Linked DNA regions of Pan troglodytes: region 2 is linked to region 1. A link is a contact called in public HiChIP or PLAC-seq data. All regions are on one chromosome and are shown on one strand. Each heading gives the region's core, a stretch centred on a gene start, on an enhancer-like site or on the middle of the called end of the contact. The rest is flanking DNA. Distances are from core to core; before and after follow the strand shown. Region 1 holds the start of PTPRN (protein tyrosine phosphatase receptor type N). Region 2 holds the start of RESP18 (regulated endocrine specific protein 18).

What was found. HiChIP or PLAC-seq counts read pairs in DNA pulled down with a chosen protein or histone mark.
Region 2: a contact with region 1 is called in an H3K4me3 HiChIP or PLAC-seq map of stem cell-derived excitatory neurons, with 2.8 times the contacts expected there. The contact joins the promoter of RESP18 here to the promoter of PTPRN in region 1. A contact is called at or near these places in 1 of 7 Hi-C or Micro-C datasets (induced pluripotent stem cells) and 1 of 1 datasets of contacts at active chromatin or transcription factors (stem cell-derived excitatory neurons).

Annotation. Positions count from the first base shown.
Region 1 is chr13:121,568,545-121,574,293 of NHGRI_mPanTro3-v2.0_pri, reverse strand. PTPRN (protein tyrosine phosphatase receptor type N) reads left to right here and starts at 3,561. Exons shown (of 22, transcript XM_016950562.3): 1 at 3,561-3,755; 2 at 5,131-5,181; 3 at 5,416-5,529. The coding sequence starts at 3,641.
Region 2 is chr13:121,612,101-121,617,849 of NHGRI_mPanTro3-v2.0_pri, reverse strand. It overlaps RESP18 (regulated endocrine specific protein 18), which reads left to right and starts at 3,593. Exons shown (of 8, transcript XM_054678851.1): 1 at 3,593-3,688; 2 at 4,114-4,168. The coding sequence starts at 3,593.

The DNA of each region.
Region 1 (5,749 bases), core at 2,312-4,811:
GCTGACCCAGGTGCTAAGCCCCTCACTGCCCGGGGCCGGCAGGGCTGGCCGGCCGCTCCGAGTGCGGGGCCCGCCGAGCCCAAGCCCACCCGGAACTCGTGCTAGCCCGCAAGTGCCGCGCGCAGCCCCGGTTCCCGCCCGCGCCTCTCCCTCCACACCTCCCCGCAATCTGAGGTAGCCGGCTCCGGCCTTGGCCAGCCCGGGAAGGGGCTGCCACAGTGCAGCGGCGGGCTGAAGGGCTCCTCAAGCGCGGCCAGAGTGGGCGCCAAGGCCAAGGAGGCGCCGAGAGCGAGCGAGGGCTGTGAGGGCTGCCAGCATGCTGTCGCCTCTCAATAGCATTATGCATAATAATACCAAACCTGAAACAACCCAAATGTCCATCAGCAGAAAAATGGATAAAAAAAAATTTTTTTTTTTTTTTGATACGGAGTCTCTCTCTATTACCCAGGCTGGAGTGCAATAGCGCAATCTCGGCTCACTGCAACCCCCACCTCTCAGGGTCAAGCAATTCAGCTGCCTCAGCCTCCCGAGTAGCTGGGATTACAGGCATGAGCCACCACACCTGGCTGGGACTACAGGTACGTGTTACCACGCCCAGCTAATTTTTGTATTTTTTGTAGAGACAAGGATTCGTCATGTTGCCCGGGCTGGTCTCAATCTCCTGGGCTCACGTGATCCTTCTGCCTCGGCCTCCCAAAGTGCTGGGATCACAGGCATGAGCCATTGTGCTTGGCCTCTACAAAAAAAAAAAAAAAAAAAATTAGCCGGGCATGGTTGCTCACAATGGTAGCTACTCAGGAGGCTGGGGCAGAAGGATTGCTTGAGCCCAGGAGTTGAAGGCTGCAGTGAGCTATGATCTTGTCACTGCACTCCAGACTGGGTGATAGAGTGAGACCCTGACTCTAAATAAATAAATAAATGTTTAAAAATGTATTAGTCACTGTTAGAGGTCACTACACTACACAGACTCATTATTTTGCAGAAGGGTAAAGAGAAAAAGCTGAGAATATATGTTACCTTTCCAGTTGGAATTGCATTTTAGTGTAAACTAAACCCAGTTGATGAGAGAAAGCCCTTCTTTACAAAGTAAAATAAGCGATAAATGTGAATTGAATGATAGGATTATAAAAATCACCATTTTGCAACCTCTAATGAAATCATTTAGTCAAGGATGGATCACCAGTGAATAGTGAAACCATTAGGTGAAAAGTTGATGAGGAACTAGATAGTCTCACAGTGCCAAAGTATCATCCAAGGATTGCATGCTGGTCACATTAGAAAACCACAGCTTTACATACAGAGATCTGGCTGTCTCTACCTTAAACCAGTGATCAATTTTAACATCACTAATAGAACAGTCAGACATCATGTACTTCCTGAAATGATGCAATGAGAGGCATTTTGCTTTAAAAATTCTTTAATTTGATACAGTCAATACTTCATATATAACTTCTAGTTTACAGGAAATACAGGTGATATACAGGTTATACACTGGAGAAATACAGGGAAATAACAACACGAAGAAAAAAATCAGATAAACCCAGAAGAAGAGTTCTAAAGAAAAATTGACCTGGTCTATCAACATGACAATGTCAAAAATGGGGGAGGGGAGAGAGGAGATGGTGTCTATGCTAATTTACAGAGATTAAGAAACATAACAAAGGCCGTGGTTGTTCTTAATTGACTGTTATTTTGAACAAAACACCTGAAAAGAAAAGGCATTTTGGGGGAAACAATCTGAGAAATTTGAATCTGAACTGAGCATTAAATTATATTAAGGAATGCCCGGGCGAGGTGGCTCACGCCTGTAATCCTAGCACTTTGGGAGGCCGAGGTGGGTGCATCACGAGGTCAGGAGATCGAGACCATCTTGGTTAACACGGTGAAACCCCGTCTCTACTAAAAATACAAAAAATTAGCCGGGTGCGGTGGCAGGCACCTGTAATCCCAGCTACTCAGGAGGCTGAGGCAGGAGAATGGCGTGAACCTGGGAGGGGGAGCTTGCAGTGAGCCGAGATAGTGCCACTGCAGTCTGGCCTGGGCAAAAGAGCGCAAGACTCCTTCTCAAAAAAATAAAACATTAAAAAAATTATATTAAGGAATTATTGTAAATTTTTTTAGGTGTCATAACAGCACTTAGGTTATGCAGGAAAATGTCCTTATTTCTTGGAGATGCATAATGAAATATTTAGAAGAGAAATGTCATGATGTCTATCATTCATGTTTAAATACTAAAAAGAAGCAAATATTGTATAACATCAATAACCATTAAGTATGGATGATGAGTATGTAAGTATTCATTATGCATTTCTGTCCTTTTTAAATTTTATTTTATTTTACTGGAAAGCAAGAGAGGAAGGAGATCAAATCTGAACTTAAGAAGCTCACTCCGCTACTTATTGGATGACTAGAGTGGAAGCAAGAGAGCAGTTACTAGCTGATTGCTGCAGTGGTCGTGGTGAAAGAGCACAGTGTTTCAGTTCAGGTAGTGAGGATGGACAGAAGTGGACTGATGGGAGATGTATTTTGCAGGGAGAAACCATAAAATGATTGATAGCCTCGAGGTGGCACAGACGGAGAGAAAGGAGAGTCAAAGCTAATGATGAGGCCAGGCCCGGTAGCTCACACCTGTAATCCCAGCATTTTGGGAGGCGAAGGCCGTTGGATCACCTGAGGTCAAGAGTTCAAGACCATCCTGGCCAACAAGGTGAAATCCCATCTCCAATAAAAATGCAAAAATTAGCCGGGCAAGGTGCTGTGCACCTGTAATTCCAGCTACTAGGGAGGCTGAGGCAGGAGAATGGCTTGAACCCAGAAGGTGGACATTGCAGTGAGCCAAGATCGCGCCAGTATCCAGCCTGGCCAACAGAGCAAGACTCCATCTCAATAAAAAATAAATAAAAGCTAATGATGACAGCTAATATGTATGGAGCATGTAGTATGCACCAGTCCAGTCATCCTTCTAAGTGATCCATATTAGTGTAACGAACAAAATCTTCACAATCACTGCGTGAGGCGGGTAGTAACTATTAACACCTCCACTTTGCAGATCAGGAAACTTGGACGCAGACAAGTTAAACAAGGTGCCCAAGGTCATACCCTTAGTAGATGCCCTGCTAGAACTGGAATCTAGGCATGCCTAACCATTTTTTCTTAAGGAAGAGAACAGTACCTTCAATGACAATGAGTAAGAGTACTTATTCTACCCACTTTTCTGCTTCTTGTCTTCGGGTTTATCGTTCTGGACCCACCTATCTTTCCTGGCCCCCCACTCAACTTAACCCTTTTCACCCACCCTGGGGCGGGGAGACAGAGGTGATCCTAGAAGAGGGCTACAGGGATGGGGCCAAGTGGGAATTCTAGCGAGGCGCCTACTATTTGATGGAGGAGGGATGGGCTAGGTAGGTCCCCCGCTCCGACAGGGCTCTTACGCCATATGTGACGCAAATTAGCTTACGAGCCGGGGGTGGAGGTGTCGTCAGCACCCGCCTGCGGTTGGCCGCGTTGCAGCGAGAGGGGCATGTAGACCCCGCCTCGTAGGGAGGTGGGGAGCGGCAAGCCCCGCCTCGGCCCCTCTGGCAGGCTCCCGCCAGCGTCGCTGCGGCTCCGGCCCGGGAGCGAGCGCCCGGAGCTCGGAAGGATGCGGCGCCCGCGGCGGCCTGGGGGTCTCGGGGGATCCGGGGGTCTCCGGCTGCTCCTCTGCCTCCTGCTGCTGAGCAGCCGCCCGGGGGGCTGCAGCGCCGTTAGTGCCCATGGTCAGGAGGAAACTTGGGCTGGCGGGTGGTGGGGGGCGGGGAGCAGCTTGGGGCCTGGAGCGAAACTCGGTGGGGGTGAGGGTGAAATGTCATGAAGCTCGGGGAGAATATGGGTTGGGGGAGGCATGCGAGATGAGGAAGGTGAGAGGGCGTCTCGGAGGAAAGGGGCGTAGGCCTGGAGGTGGGGCTGGGAATACGGGGGCGGGACCTAAGAGAATTGGGCTCTGGGGAAAATTGCACGTTCGGGAGAAGGACACGGGGTGCATGTGGGCAGAGGGACTTAGAGACCGGCTGCGAGACCACAGGAGAAGCCACTTGCTCCGAGGCGCCTGGGAGGTGGTGACAGGCGCTGAGGAATGGGAAGGGGAGGTGGCGGGGAGAATGAGGGAACGGTGATCTCTGGGCAGTGGAAGCCTGGGCCGCAGACATAGAGTCCCAGCTGGGCAGAGAGAGAGGCCAGGGTTTCTCCGTAAGCCTAGAGAAGCTGATTGCAGCGATCTGATCTCCTGTAACGGGGGACAGCACGGGGAGGGGGCAGAAGAGGATGAAGAGGGGAGGGTCCTCTCTTGTCCCCCTCCCCACAGCCAGGCCTGGTGCTGACTCACATCTGTGCGGACAGAGACAGTCAGCGCTGACTCACGGGCAGGGGGTGGGGGATAGGAGGGTGGCGCGTGGGGGAAGGGGCGCAGCCTCGCCGCCTGGCGCCCTCTTTCCCCACCCGGGCTTGGAGGCCCGAGAGGCAGAGTACTTCCTGTGACGCTGTGGGTTGGCAGAATAGAACAGAGGGCTCAGGTCTAGTGGAGAGTCCTCGCTCTGTGACCCCTTCCTCTCTGGTAACCGCCTCCAAGGCGAGCCCTTGGCGGCGCCAGACTCAGAGCTTCAGCACCGCGGACAGCGCCGGCGGCTCGGGACAGCGCGAGGAGAGATGCCTAAGAGACACCCTCCCCAGCCCCACCCATGCCCTCTTTCCCCCGACCGGGGGAAGTGTGCTAGAACCTCTTCTGAGTTCCAGGCCATTATAGGATGCTTTTCCATATTTGGGAAGGAAATTCCTCTTTCAGAATTTGGCCAAAACCTCTCCTGCAGTAATTCTATGAATCTCTCTCCCTGCACCTGGAAGGTTTCTTCCCTATCACTCAGTTAAGCAAACAGAGGCTTTTAAGGATACAGACTCACAAATTCTTAAAATCCAAAACAAGATCCCATGCTTCCTTTTAAGAAATTCAGGCCTGATTCCTACTCTCCTCCCAGCTTAAGGCCTTCTTTAGAATGAAAGAATAAATTGCATCTGCTTCTCCCATTCCCAGCCTGTCCACCCATCTGCCCATTCTCTGTGAGTGGGTGTCTGAGCCTCTGCTCACCTGTTCCTCTACAGGCTGTCTATTTGACCGCAGGCTCTGCTCTCACCTGGAAGTCTGTATTCAGGGTGAGTGAGGCCCAAGCATAGAACTCACAAGATCGGGGGGAGAGGGGCAATAAAAAACAAGAAGGGGAGAGAAGGCCCAGAAAGGAAGAGGGCTACTGGGCTTGAGAAGAAGGAAGACTTGCCTGGAGGAGGAGAGGTAGGGGAGGAGGTGAAGAGAGTACAGTCCATTTGCAACCTGGACTTTGGAAGGCCTCTTATTCAAGCCCCCTGCTGACACCACTTTTGTGCCCTTAGATGGCTTGTTTGGGCAGTGCCAGGTGGGAGTGGGGCAGGCCCGGCCCCTTTTGCAAGTCACCTCCCCAGTTCTCCAACGCTTACAAGGTGTGCTCCGACAACTCATGTCCCAAGGTAAGGTCTGGGTGCACTGGAGGAGAGAGATTGGAACTTGGTTAGTTATGGGTGGGGAAGAAGATTTCTCTTCAAGGAATATTCCTATCACCCCCACTGCTGGAGCCTCACCTTCCCATATCTTGCTAGAGTAAGAGGTGGAACCCTAGAGATGGGCTATTCACATTTGGACTCTCTGGAGAAGCCCAGAGGAGCCTTCTAGAAGAAGTCACTGGAAAAG
Region 2 (5,749 bases), core at 2,344-4,843, 44 kb before region 1:
CACTTAAGTATACATCTAGGAGTGAAATTGCTGGGTCATATGGTCACTCTATTATTTAACTTTTTTTTTTTTCCTTGAGATGGAGTCTGGCTCTGTTGCTCAGGCTGGAGTGCAATGGTGCGATCTCGGCTCACTGCAACCACCGCCTCCCAGATTCAATTGATTCTCCTGCCTCAGCCTCCCGAGCAGCTGGGACTACAGGTGCGCATCACCATGCCTGGCTAATTTTTGTATTTTTAGTAGAGACAGGGTTTCACCATGTTGGTCAGGCTGGTCTTGAACTCCTGACCTCAGATGATCCACCTGTCTCAGCCTCCCAAAGTGCTGGGGCTACAGGCATGAGCCACTGTTCCTGGCCTGTTTAACATTTTGAGAAACTGCCAGACTATTTCCACAGCAGCTGGACCACTTTACATTCCCAGCAGCAGTGTAGAAACATTCCAATTTCTGCACATCCTCACCAATGCTTGTTGTTAACCATCCTGTTCACTGTAACCACTTTAGTGTGTGTCAAGTGGTGTCTCATTGTGGTTGTTTGTTTTGTTTTGAGACGGAGTCTTGCTCTGTCGCCTAGGCTGGAGTGCAGTGATGCGATCTCGGCTCACTGCAACCTCCACCTCCTGGGTTCTAGTGATTCTCCTGCCTCAGCCTCCTGAGTAGCTGGGATTACAGGTACACGACACCATGCCTGGCTAATTTTTGTGTTTTTAGTAGAGATGGAGTTTCACCATGTTGGCCAGACTGGTCTCGAACTCCTGACCTCAAGTGATCCACTTGCCTTGGCCTCCCAAAGTGCTAGGATTATGGGCATAAGTCACCACGCCCAGCCTAATTGTGGTTTTGATCTGCATTTCCCTGATGGCTCATGGAGTTCAGCATCTTTCTATGTGCTTATTGGCCAGTTGTTTATCCTCTTTGAGAATGTCTGTTCAGATTTGCCCCCATTTTTAAATTGGGTTGTCTTTTTGCAAGGGGCCCTCGCCTTTTTTGGCATCATTATTAGGATCTGCTTGTGAACTGGAGGAGGAGAAAAATTAGGATGGGAAAAGCCTGGCTTCTCTTCCAACTGGCCCCATCTGCCTGGATGGAGATGATCTGTATCCAGGAGGAGGGTCTGTATCATAGAAAGGTCATCCCCCCATTGTGAGTTGGGTATACTGTGGCTTCCAGGAAAATGATCTGGACTCGCCAGCCCTGTCTGAAGCTAGGTTCCATGCTGTAGTCTTCCAAGGATTCCAGAACTCCTCCCAGGAAGCAACTGAACTTCCCCCATTATCTAGCCTGCCCACCTGTCTGTCCATTCAGTTTTTGTAGCCATCTGAGACTCTGTTCAAGTGTCCCTCCACAGGCTGCCTCTTTGCCTGAAGACTCTGTTCTTACCTGGAAGTCTGTACCAAGAGTGCATGAGACCCAGAATATGAAGAGGGTGGACAGGGAGGGAGAGAGGATAGATAGCTGGGAAGTGGGAGGGGACTGGCAGAGGAAGGGAGACGTGGGGATATGGGAGTGTCAATGGAGAGGATGCTGCCTTTTGAAGGCTTTTGGCCCAGGTACCTACTCATTTCATTCTCGTTCCCTTAGAGGGGCAGACCCAGGTGGGAGTACTGCAGGCCACGCCCCTCGAAGACAGCATCCACGTGGTCTTCCGATACTAGCAAGGTGTGCTCGGCAGCCGGTGCCTCAAGGTGAGACCTGGGAGGGCTGGAGGAAAGGGACTGGGTTTGGTCAAATATAGGGATAGATACTATAGAGGGAATCTCCAACTTGACGTTAAAACCTCCTCCCTTAAAATTCCCTGCCTGAAACTTTCTCATCATACCACCTCTGGAGCCTCACCTGCCCAGTCTCTGCTAGAGATGGGGCAAGACGGAAGTCATGGTGCAACCTAAGCTGGGGAGTCGTTCCCACGTGGACTCTAGAGGAACACAGCAGAGGCCACTGGAAGTCCCCAGAAGAGGCCAGCATCTATCTCCTCGGGCCTGGCTCACCACCCCGGGTGCTGTCTGACTGCTCCAGAGCTAGGAATCTTGCAGTCCTCAGCCAGAACCAGGTCCCTCCCACCCCCACACACATACTTCAGACTCTGAATTAAGGAGGTGGGCAGTTCAGAGAATATGACAAGTGGAAGACATGAAAGGCCAGAGTGGAGGGTGGAAGGATATTTTTCCTGGGGAAAAGTATCTGACCCTTCCTGAAAGCAGAGTGTGTGGCTTCAGGCATCAGAAGGGAGATCCGCTTTGAGTTCAAATTACTACTAATAATCATAGTATATAATGTGTAATGTCCTAGGGTTCTAGAAGTTTTTTTTTTTTTTTTTTGAGACAGGGTCTCGATCTGTCACCCAGGCTGGAGTGCAGTGGCACTATCTTAGCTCACTGCAACCTCCGCCTCCCGGGTTCAAATGATTCTCATACCTCACCCTCCCAAGCAGCTACGACTACAGGCATGCACAACCACACCGGGCTAACTTTTGTATTTTTAGTAGAGATAGGGTTTTATCATGTTGGCCAGGCTGGTCTCGATCTCCTGACCTCAAGTGATCTGCCCGCCCCAGCCTCCCAAAGTGCTGGGATTACAGGCATAAGCCACCATGCCTGGCCTGGAAGCACACTTTCTATCTTCAACCTTATTTGATTCTCACAGCAGCATCATTTAAAAATTCCTATTTGTCCCTTTCTAGCAGGTGTAGCTAAAAAAAGTAAAATACAGCTCTCACTTGATCACTTATTGCATGCCAAACAATAAGCTAGGAAATGTGTGTGCACTATCTGCTTTCATTCTCTCAATCCTATGAAGTTCGTCGCTTCATGAGCGAGAAAATAGGTTCAGCAAGTTTAATTGTTTCTCATGGCCATAGAGCTAGCAAGAGCAAGGATTTAAGCCATGGCGGTGGGCAGAAGGCAAACTCCTGTACCCCAGTCAGTCTCCGGACCCCTCCACTGGCCCTCTGCAATGTGGTACTTGTGCATTTTGGGGAAAGAAAAAATTCTAATCACACTTTTGTTTCTGGGATGGGCCCATCAGAGTGCCCCAAGTGTCAATTCATCCCATCCTTTCACTCTGCAGGATTGTTCTGGAAGGATGACATCACTCAAAGTGTGAGGACCCAGCAGACAGAGCACACGCCCTGGCTCCATGCCCCAGAGGCCTGTCTGAGGAGCGGACAGGCAGCCTTTCCCACCAGAGTCACCAGGGTGAGGCATGTTGGGCCTACGGTTGGTCCGCACTGCACCTGCCGGTAGACAGAGGAGCTGGGAAGGGCATGAGTTATCAGGGCTGCAGGTAGGAGCCATCAGGAGCTCAGGGAATGGAACAATAAGAGCTCCCATCTGATTTCCACCAGAAGGAATCCACGATCCATTAGTGATGTCTGCAGAGGGAAGGGGCTGGAAAGCACAGTTCCCATTTGTTATCCCTGCTTAATCTTTGTTTTCTATGAGCAAGCACAAGGAGACTCTTGTCCCCTAAAGTGAGTTTCCCTCAGAGTTTTGAAATCCTTCACTTCGGCCCCTTCTCTTTTCCTCTGGGCCTGTTCACCATTTTCTCCTCACTCTTGGCTCCTGGCTCCCGGCTCCCCTCCCATCAGAGCCCCATGACCAGGGTGAGCAGGGAGCAATGCTTTAACTCTGAAGCGGTTTCAGAGGTCCTGAACCAAGAGGTGACCAGCCACACCAAGGCCCTGCTGCAGGTAAGGGCCTGGCCTTGTTCAGGAAGCCTGAGCCCAGCAAGGGCTATTTCAAGAGGGAGGCAGAGTGATGGAGGGGACTGACATTGGCAGCATGAGGACTGACAGGGCTTCACTGAGGGCAGAGCCTCATGGAGAATCTTCTGGAAGCATGGGCCTGATGGATGGGAAGGAACACAGCTTTCCACACAGAGAGACCCAGGCCAGTCCTGGCACTGCTGCTTCCCAGTCATGACCTTACTGAAGCTCTACAAGCCCTCCTTCCACATCGGTGGAGTGGTCATAATGGCCATCCTCCCTGGCTGCTGTGAGAATTAAAGGCAATGTAATAAAGGCCAGTCAGCAGTTCTGGATGGAAGGAAAATTCTTCATTTCCCCATTGGAGGGCGCCCCCACTTTCTCTGTCTCTCAGAGTCTCCCTTTCGTAGATTGCCGCAACTCAGGATGCAGGGACTGGGGCTTCCGATGGCTTGGTCCTGTACAGTCAGTCATGTGCACAGAAATTGAAGGGTCTGCATAAATCTGCTTCAGAGGTTTTCCAATGTTTTTAAAAAACATATAGGCTCTCTGTGGGTTGGTCGTCGTGGTTCATATGCCTGTAATCCCAGAACATTGGGAGGATCACTCAGGGCCGGGAGTTCGAGACCAGCCTGGGTGACATAACAAGATCCCTGTCTCTACAAAAATTTAAAAGTGTGGTGGCATACACCTGTAGTCATAGCTACTCAGGAGGCTAAGGCAAGAAGATTAGCTTGAACTCAAGAGTTCAAGGTTATAGTGAGCTATGATTGCACCACTGCACTCCAGCCTGGGTGACAGAGTGAGACCCTGTCTCAAAAAACAAAAAACACAACCCCGCCCCCAACAAAAACATATGGGCTGTTTTTCTGAGAATTCCAAGTGTGCCATGACCCCAATCCTAACCTTACCCACCCTTACATATACATACATTGTATACACATATATGTGCATGTGTATGTACGTGTGGGGGGCACTTCTCTCCCTGAGTTAGAGAGGAGGGCCCAGAGCCTCTCACATCAGCCCTCCAGCCCCCTTGCTTATCTCTGTGGTGTTGACTAAGTCACCTGGGCAAGGCTCTCAGGCATCTCCTTGGGACCACTGAGCCCTTTGCAGCTCAAATAGAAAACTACCCATCTTGTACCTCCAGCCATCTTTATAGATGAGAAGCTCAGGTCCAGCCTGGACAAGTGTGGAGCCAGGACTAGCCCCTGTATCCTGACTCCCAGCCTTCCCCCTGCACAGCCCCTACCCTTCCTCTTAGCGACCCCAGTAGAGGTTGGGTTGTTTCACACACCTTAGGCTAAGGAGGGCCTCAGGAGGTGACATTTAAACTTAGACCTAAATGACAAGGAGGCAGCCAGGGGGAGATCTGGAGGAAGAGTCTCCAAGGCAAAGAGGCTTTCAAATACATCTGCTGTTAGATGAGATTCCAGGGCTTGTTGGGGGAACAGACACAGTCCTGTGACAGCAGATGAGCTTGGAAAATAGGCCCAGGACTACTTGTGGCTTGTAGTCCATAGACAGGGGGTCGGGTGTTATTCAAAGTGTAGTGGGAAGGCATTGGAGGATTTTTAAGGAAGAGAGTAGGACAATATGATAAGCATTTTATAAAGACACACTGATGCTGTTGGAAAATGGATTTTGAAATGGACAAGAGTGGAAACAGGTAGACCTGTTTGGGGCAACCAGGTTGTCCAGGTGGGATCCTGGGACCTGGGACTACGATCGTGGCAGTGGATCTGGGAAACTTCTAGATGGGCTCCATTAGGGCAACCTGTATCTCAGAGGTGCTCCAGCCCCTCAGCCCTTCAAGGAAACTGGTGGTCCCCGCCCCCCATCACCATGGCAGCGGGGCTCCTTTGCTTGGATTGGCTGCTGGGCCACATCATTAGTCTTGTGACTGACCCCATGATGGGGACTGGTTGCCATGGTTCTGTCAAGTATGCAAACAAGGAGCTGCTATGCCTCAGGCTCAGGCAACCTGAGAAACCCCTAATGTGTCTCATGGAAAATCCTGGGAAGGAGATGGGATTAGAGATGGGG